Linked DNA regions of Mus musculus: region 1 is linked to region 2. Evidence: chromatin contacts called from public ChIA-PET data. All regions are on one chromosome and are shown on one strand. The core of a region is the stretch at or near the end of the contact, and the rest is flanking DNA. Distances in the headings are between cores, read along the strand shown. Region 1 holds the start of P4hb (prolyl 4-hydroxylase, beta polypeptide). Region 2 holds the start of Cep131 (centrosomal protein 131).

Evidence for each region. ChIA-PET counts read pairs in DNA pulled down with a chosen protein or histone mark.
Region 1: a contact with region 2 is called in an RNA polymerase II ChIA-PET map of memory CD8 T cells, with 15 read pairs. The contact joins the promoter of P4hb here to the promoter of Cep131 in region 2. A contact is called at or near these places in 1 of 39 promoter capture datasets (pre-B cells), 1 of 484 Hi-C or Micro-C datasets (embryonic stem cells) and 1 of 115 datasets of contacts at active chromatin or transcription factors (memory CD8 T cells).

Annotation. Positions count from the first base shown.
Region 1 is chr11:120,571,096-120,575,589 of GRCm38.p6, reverse strand. P4hb (prolyl 4-hydroxylase, beta polypeptide) reads left to right here and starts at 2,337. Exons shown (of 11, transcript NM_011032.3): 1 at 2,337-2,933; 2 at 3,863-4,069. The coding sequence starts at 2,783.
Region 2 is chr11:120,084,843-120,089,026 of GRCm38.p6, reverse strand. It overlaps Cep131 (centrosomal protein 131), which reads left to right and starts at 2,200. Exons shown (of 26, transcript NM_009734.3): 1 at 2,200-2,375.

The DNA.
Region 1 (4,494 bases), core at 1,088-3,587, 490 kb before region 2:
AGCAGTCAGTGCTCTTAACCACTGAGTCATCTCTCCAGCCCTGATAGTAGACATTTGAAGACATTCTTTAGTCTAAGATCCTGTGATCATCAGGAGAGTGTCACAGCTGCCCCTCTGTTCCTACAACGTCAGCAGCCCTACTCTGTTATGTGGATATGGCAGCTGCCTGCATTGAGAGCTTTATCCATTCTGTGTCTGACACAGAGCCCAGAGGCAAACTGAGACTCAGCCCTGGTCCTGAAGGCAAGTTGTCTTTAAACTATCACACTCAACTCCCTCCCCTGCCCTGTTCTTTTCCCTTCCATAGACAAAACATCCCACGCCTAGCATTTAATTACCAAAATCCTGAAACTTTTTTTTTTTTTTTTTTTTTTTTTTTTGAGACAAGGTCTCAAGTAGCCCATGTTGTCCTTCAGCTCCTGGTATATTTTACTATACCTGTAATTCCAGTCATTTAGGAGGCAGAGGCAGTACAATTGCTCAAAGTTCGAGAGGCCAGGCTAGTCTACATAGTGAGTTTCAAAAAAATATATAGGGCTAAAGAAGGGGGACAGGGGAGACACAAAAACAAGACAGAAAGAGCTAATCCACCTGCCTCTCTCAAATACTGGGATTACAAGGGAACACTGCCATACCAGCGAACATTCTTCTCTTTTTTCACTTTTTGAGACAGGGTTTCTGTGTAACCCTGGCTGTCCTAGAACTTGCTTTGTAGACCAGGGTGGCCACACACAGATCCAACTGCCTCTACCTCCTGAATACTGGGATTAAAGGTGTGCCACCAGTGGCCCGCTCTTTTGTCTCTAGTTCCAAATAATGGTTTCTAGAACAGCTCAAGGCAGCTAAAAAAATCACTGGGAGATAGCAGCATCATATATGAAGCTATTTCTATTGTACCCAAGTCAGGAATGTGTACAGGCACTAAAGATAGGCAGAGAAAAAACCAAGCACCTAGCCAAGCTGCTGCTAGATTAGGTACTCTTCCAGGGCAAATTCATTCATAGCTCTCCTAGGCCTGCAAAGTCATCCCGTATATACTCGAAGGTTTCCCAGTGAGCTCCGACCAGGATCTGACTCCCTCTCTGCCTACACTGAATGGGTTGGGGCACAAAGGACTTGGTCTTCAAGGGAAGAAACTCACACTAGATAAGAGGAGTTTCTAGTAGGAAAGGTAATACATGCATGTCCTTATTGACAACGTTGCTAAAGAAGCTACTGCCAGGCAGTGATGGCACACATCTTTGATGCCAGCACTCTGAGGAGGCAGAGGTAAATGGATCTCTGAGTCCAAGGCCAGGTTGGTGTCTATCGAGTTCCAGGGCTATACAGGAAAACACTGTCTTGAAAAACTAAAAACAATTAAAAAAAAAAAAACTATCAAAATACAAAACCATATGCCATATTTCTTGTTTTTTATCCATTTCTGAGAGCAGTGTAGTACTAGTCAATCTATATACTTAATATTTGGGTGTTTGCCTTTTCTAATGACCCTTGACAATCAGGATAGTTTTCGTAGTGGGAAGTGAAAAAAGAAGATGCTTCTAGGAGTGAGCTCCCGGGCTGGGCGTGGAGAGCAGGTCGGTTGACAGCCGGGGAGCAGTAAAGAAAGAGAAAGATGGACCGAACACGGACAGGGACTGCTCACAGCTGTAACTACAGCACCCAGTGGGCCGGTGCAGATCTTTTAAGTATTTCCTCGGGTTCCAGGCCAGCCTGTGTACAATGAGTTCCAAGTCACTAAGGGATAGAGACACAAAGTAGAAGATGATTCTGGAAAAGGAAGTCCAACCGAGACAAAATGTGACTCTCGTACGTAATGGAAAGGCTGATTCACAGAAGCCAAACCTTTTTATTATTCAGCCCAACGAACTCAAGAGCCATTTCAACATGTGGTCAGTATAAAGCGGACGGCACGGACTGCTTTCTCCACTTCCCCAGCAGCTTCCGCAGAGGTCTCGGGCACCGAATTCCGAATGGTGGACAGGAGCCTCGGACGACCACGGGGCGCCCGAGAAACGTGCCCGCGGCGTGGGGACACGCCTGGCAGCTACCGCAGCCGAGAAAAGCACAGAACACCGACCCCGAAACTAGGGTCCGTCACCCAAGACCTGGGCAGGGACCGCACGAGCCGCACGCGCACCGGAAGTGGCGTCCCTGGCTTCCTTGAGGAGACTTGGGGGCGGTGCCAGTACGGAAACGCGGTCCAGTCAGAATGCAACACGAGGGGCTTCGGAGGCGCAAGCGTAGCCCCGCCCAGGGGTCCGGGACTCCGCCCACTGCCACGTTCGACGGAGAATCGGGCTGGGTACGCGCATCTCTCCACCAATCAGGAGCCACGAGGCCGGGCAGCGGAAAGCCGCAGCCATTCCAGACGTGTGGAAGGCGTGGGAAAAGTCGCCAGTCAGAAGTCCAGAAAGAGAAAGTTGGCTTTCGCCAGCGAATCAGACGCTGGGGGACATTGGGTTTGTGCGCGCGCGCGCGCGCCGTGGCCAATCCCAGGCAAGAACCGAAAGGCCTCCGGGTCTTTGTCGACTTGGTGGCCCAGCCTTGAGTGGGTGTCCAGTCCCCGCACGGCGAGGGCGGGTCTCTCAGCTCCTTGGCCAATCGGAGGGCGCGGCGGGGCGCATGCGCACGGCGGCTGACGCGCGCAGCGAGGGGGAGGCGTGGGCGCGTCCCCGGCCCAGGATTTATAAAGGCGAGGTCTGGACCGACGCGCGCTCTCGTCGCCTTGGCTGTCCCGGCGGCGCCAACCCAACTGCCCCGCCCGCTGCAGACGTCCGACATGCTGAGCCGTGCTTTGCTGTGCCTAGCCCTGGCCTGGGCGGCTAGGGTGGGCGCCGACGCCCTGGAGGAGGAGGACAACGTCCTGGTGTTGAAGAAGAGCAACTTCGAGGAGGCGCTGGCGGCGCACAAGTACCTGCTGGTGGAGTTCTGTGAGTGCGCCGTGGGCCTGGGCGGGGGGGGAAGGGCCCCTTGTCCACGGACTCCTCCGGGCCGCCCTCTGCGGCACCCAGCACTGTCCTGCGCGGCCGGCCCCTCTTGAGTACGGTGGCCCGTAGCCCTCAGCTTGCCCCACGGAACACGGACTGGCCGGTCCAGAGCTGCACCTCGCGGGTAGCACCTACTGTAAGCTTCTCTGCTTCCAGTTGTCCCAAGAGCATCCTTCCTACCCAAAGTAGAAGTCGTTGTAGTCAGAGCTCATTGAGGGGGACTGCGGGATTGAGAATCAAGAAGGTATCTTTGTGCACGACGTCCACATGGCCAGAACCTTCTGTTAGCTGGGAAAAACAGAGTGGGCTGTGTGAGCAGTTAGCAGTTCCGATAGAGTAGATCAAACGCTCTTTACTATGCCCACCCTACCTGTAACTTGCCGTATACCGGGAAGCAAGCCAGATCTAAGCCTTTACTTCTGCTTACAAGTGTGTGAGCTCCAACACAGCTGCCAGGTTGCCTTGACAGATTGTCACATTCCCATAGTAGAAAGAACAGCTTTGGATAGGCATCTGGACACGTACTTGCTACATATAGTGCTGGCCCAGCAACCTTTTAACTTTTCCTAGATTCTGAGTGGTAAACCCCAGGTATACACTGACCCTGATTGCTGGGGGCAGTACGAAGTTACAAGTCAAGGATGATTTTACAGTGCTGGTGGTCACAGGGCAAAGTAGGGATTGGGGTTGGTTTGTCACTCGTGGCCTCTGTCCTCATATTGCCCAAGAGCACCAGCTATCAGTGCAGTCTCTTGACTGCATTAAGAGGGGTTATCTTGGTATGCTGATAAGGTTTTTATGAAAGGAAGTACAAAGGGAAGAAATAGACCTGGATAGAGGACTACCTTCCAATGTCCTGGTTTCTTTTACAGATGCCCCGTGGTGTGGCCACTGCAAAGCTCTGGCTCCCGAGTATGCCAAAGCTGCCGCAAAACTGAAGGCAGAAGGCTCTGAGATTCGACTAGCAAAGGTGGATGCCACAGAAGAGTCTGACCTGGCTCAGCAGTATGGTGTCCGTGGCTACCCCACAATCAAGTTCTTCAAGAATGGAGACACAGCCTCCCCAAAGGAATATACAGGTGTGACCCTAGAACTGCCCTTTAATAACTGTGTAGGCTTTGGGAGCAAACCCACAGGTGGGGGAAAAAAGGCAGGGAGAGGCCCTGTTCTCAAGTGGGTTCTATATCAACTCTTGCATGTGGGAGCTGGGGAAAGTTCCTCCTTTGGAGTACTTCACAGGAAGTGTCACATCTGTGATGACCTGAGTAGCCTGCTGGCTGAGTTATCTGGTGATTGACCAATGAGGAGGAGGAGGCAAGTGCTTTGCTCAACACACGGGGCTTTGAACTATTGGTGCTTCCAGGAATGCAGTGCTTCCAGATAGTGTAGGCGTGACACTTGGGTGACGCTTTGTAGCTGTCACTCACAGGGTGTCAGTACCAGGCCAGGTATTCATGATTCTCACTGCATTTGTACCTTTGGGAACCTTTCATAGTTACAGCAT
Region 2 (4,184 bases), core at 951-3,450:
CACACACGCACACACCCAAAGTTTAAAGCTCAAAACTAGAAAATCACCCAAATTACAGAGTGGGTAAATGATCTGACAGACATGAAGGGAGACGAATGCAGGGATGGCAGATGAGCCGTGTGATGTGCAAACCACTCACCTGGCCAGGAGAACAGCTAGCGAAGGGGCAGCTTTGGGTTACAAGAGTCCAGCTTGGGTGCTGGGGAGATGGCTCAGCTGTTAAGAACACTGGCTGTTCTCCCAGAGGTCCTGAGTTCAATTCCCAGCAACTACATGGTAGCTCATCTGTAATGGGATTGATGCCCTCTTTTGGTGTGTCTGAAGACAGCTACAGTGTATTCACACACACACCCCAACCATTCACCTATTAACGTCACTGAGAGAACAGGACCCAAACACTCCAAGAGCGGAAGGAACAGACACCAACTGGGACATTGTCTGGACAGTAACTAGAAAACATTCTGGCAGTTTCTTAAATAGCACTGATTTCTGCCCTAAGAATTTGCAGAAGATGGGAAAACCTGGGCTTACACAAAAGCCAGCAAGTGAGTGTCTACAGCTGCTTCCATCGTGTGAACTCTCGCTTGGAATAGTTGCTTCCTGGGGCATTCTAAGAGTCAGGTGACATGTTGGCTAGGACAGCAGAATGAATCCTCCAGCTTTGGGGTGGTTGGGGTGGGGATTTAGGAAGACACTCTGTGCCATCTTGTCTCTGACTTTCCTCAAGAGACAAAACAAAGGGTCCCAGCCAGCTGGTGCCTGAAGCAGCTGGGATTAAACAAGGAATGGCTCTGTAGGGTGTGGCGGAAGGGTGACTAAGTCTGAATGGGTGTTTACCCGACACCAAAGGATGTGAATTTTGATATGTATAAACCAAATCTTTCTCTTAATTTTAAAAAAGAAGCCACCGTGAGCGCATGCCTTTAATCCCAGCACTTGGGAGGCAGAGGCAGGTGGATCTCTTGAGTTCAAGGCCAGCCTGGTATACAGAGTGAGTTCCAGGACAGCCAAAGCTGCACAGAGAAACCCTGTCTCGAAAAAACAAAACAAAACAAAACACAAAACAAACAAACAAAAAAGGAAGCCACCATCAGTGTTTAAAAGCACCTACTATGCTGAGTGGTGGTGGTACACACCTTTAATCCCAGCACTTGGGAGGCAGAGGCAGGTGGATCTGTGAGTTCAAGACCAACCTGGTCTACAGAGGGAGTTCCAGGACAACCAAGGCTACATAGAAAACCCTGTCTCAAAAAAAAAAAAAAAACCAAAAAAACAAACAAACAAAAAAAAGCACTTGTATAGGACCGGGTTTTAGTTCCCAGCACCCACATGGCATCCTACAACCATCCATAACTCCAGTTTCAGGAGATCCAGCACCCTCAACATGATGCAGAAACTTACACATAATAAATCTTAGAAAGAAAAGATGAAAGCCAGGTGTGGCGGCACTTTGCCCGTAATTCCAGATTTAGGAGGGGAAAAAAGCAAAGGATCAGGAATTCCACGTCATTCTCAGCTATATAGTGTGTTCGAGGACAGCCTGGGCTACGTGGTATATGAGATGCTTTCTTAGTGCAAAAGTGGCTGAGGTTCAATGGCAGAGTCCTTATTTAGCACATGCAAGGCCCTGGACCACCATCCTAACTTACCACACACACACACACACACACACACACACACACACACACACACACGCACGCACGCACACACGCACTCACACGCACGCACACGCGCTTGTTCATAAGATTAATATGCGGATAATTTTTAAAGCATTTGAGTTTATAACATTGTTATTTAATGTAACTTCTGTTGGAGAGGCCATCTGAGCTTGTGGGTCCCGAGCCCTTTGGCAGACAGGAAAGACCACATCTATACACTTGGAGACTCCGACAGTGTCTTTGAAAGCAGTTAGGAAAGATTGGGGATAGGAGGCATCATTGCGCGGTCCTGCCAAGGCACCGGAGAGGCCCAGGGCTGCGCGGGGGCCTCAGAGGGTGCCGGGACCCGCAGGCTCCGCCTCCTTAAAGCCCCGCCCCTCTGCCTGCCCCACTCCACTTTGGCTTTCGGCAGCTCCTCCCACTCCGGGACTTACAGGACAGCCTAACGGCCCAATGAACTACCCGAAGATCAGGGCGGGCGTCCGGAGAGCCAATCCCTGAGCGGCGCGCGCTGCAAAGGCGGGCCGGCGTGACGGACAGCGGAGGAGGCACCAGGCTGGTTGCTAGCCGCCGCCGCCGCCGCTCGCCCCTGCGGACAGCGTTTTATTGTCACCCACGGCGGAGGCCGCGCCAGCCCCGTGGGGCCCCGGGTGGCTCTGCAGCCGCGCCCGCCAGGCCGAGCCCACGGGCCCTGCGCCCCAGGCTAGGTCCGCGCAGGTGAGGGGCGTCTCGCGGTGAAGGGTCGGGCCCTGCAGCGAGGTCGGCCTGTGCCCAGTACCCCCAGCCCCGGAAGGTCGCCGTGGGCTCCATTCGGGCGGCCCGGAACCCCTGCCTTAAACCTCAAGAGACCTAGGGGATGCGGGTCGCCCGCGGAGGAGCACAGCAGTGCGCTGCTCAAGGGCTCTGCCTCTGCGAGTCAGCTGGCCCCCGAGGGAGCAGGCTCCTGCCCCTCCGGCTCCTGCGGGAGGCGCGGTTTTGTCCAGGGTGAGGCTGGCCTCCCCAGCCTCCGGCCATCTGGCTTATAGATTTCCATGGAGAGGCTATGTTTACCGCCCAGAACCTCACTGGCTGCACGTGGTGCTGGGAAAGCTATGTCCACCAGACTTAGGAGCTTAGGATCCACCAAGGTGTAGCCAGTGCCAAGAAGGGCAAGGTATTAGGTTTCACCTACACAACCAGAAATGTGTAACGGGGACACTGGCCGGACTGATGGCAAAGCAGCCTCAGAGTAGGGACACTGCCCCCTACTACACACATCTGGATGTCAGTACCAAGGCAGCTTGACTTTGGACCATGGTGAGTGTATGCTCCTGGCTCCCTGACTCTGAAAGGGGATTGTAATCACTTAGCAGTTGTCCCATGTCCCATCTCCCAGGTCTCAGGACCTCAGTGCCCTCCACACATCAGGACCTAAGACTGTGTGGTCCCTGTCCTCTCAAGGGAGTCCTAGAGAAAGCAAAACAGTTGGTAGAAGAAAAGCTGATGGTGCTGTGGAGGCAGGGGGATTGCAGATGCAGTGGTGTGCTAGGATGCACTGCCAAGATTTGAGGAACAGCAGGGAGGGAGGCAGGCTTAGTTAATGCACAATGAAGTGCTTATAGAAAACAGGGTCAGAGCTGGACTTCTCAGGTACTCAGATTTACTCTGCCATCCTGAGAAGCCATTTCCCCTGTGGGTATAACCTGAGCTGAGAGCAGTGTGGAAGTATTGGGTGATGTGAGCACGGGCCCTGGCCGGATAGCCTGCTGTACTTGTGCAAAGCTCAGGGATGGAGAGGGTGTATAAAGGAGAGAGTCTGGGGCAGAGTTCAGGGCGTCTTGGGCTTTCAGGGATGAGAAGAGCCAGTGGGAGACTGCAAGAGAGAGCACCCTGCAAGGGAGGTATCAGGGTGCCTCTGAAACAAGAGAACAGCTGCCAGGTCCCCGGAGTTCATGGATGCTCTGTGGTGACGCAGGGACTTGGGAGTCCACATCCTACTAGGGTAGCTTGAAGCTGTTGCAGGATCTCCAGGATCCAACCTCAAAGCCACATGTACCTCAGGATAGCCCAGGAAGATGCACTTTTTTTTTAATGTAGAGAATGTCCTAGGGCTGGGGTGAATGGCAGAGCCAGGCTCACAGCCACCACTGCCTGCTGCTAGCACCCTCTGGGATCGCTGACCCCCAGCTACTCACAGCTCACCATTTAGAGCCCAGCGTAGGGTTTAGAACAATCTTGTCTTCTCGTGCTCCTGGCAGAGCTCCTCCATCCCCAGTGGTGGCTTCTGAGAGTTTTGGTGGCAGGTAGACCCACACGTCCAGAGTGAGTGGAGATTGTGAGTGCAAGGGGTGAGATTCCTCCATGGTATCTTGTCTCCCCCACCTCGTTCTCCCACTTCCCTTCCTCTACCAACTCCTCTTCCTTTTTTTTTTTTTTTTTTTGGTTTTTTTCTTGAGACAGGGTTTCTCTGTATGGCCCTGGCTGTCCTGGAACTCACTTGGTAGACCAGGCTGGCCTTGAACTCAGAAATCTGCCTGCCTCTGCCTC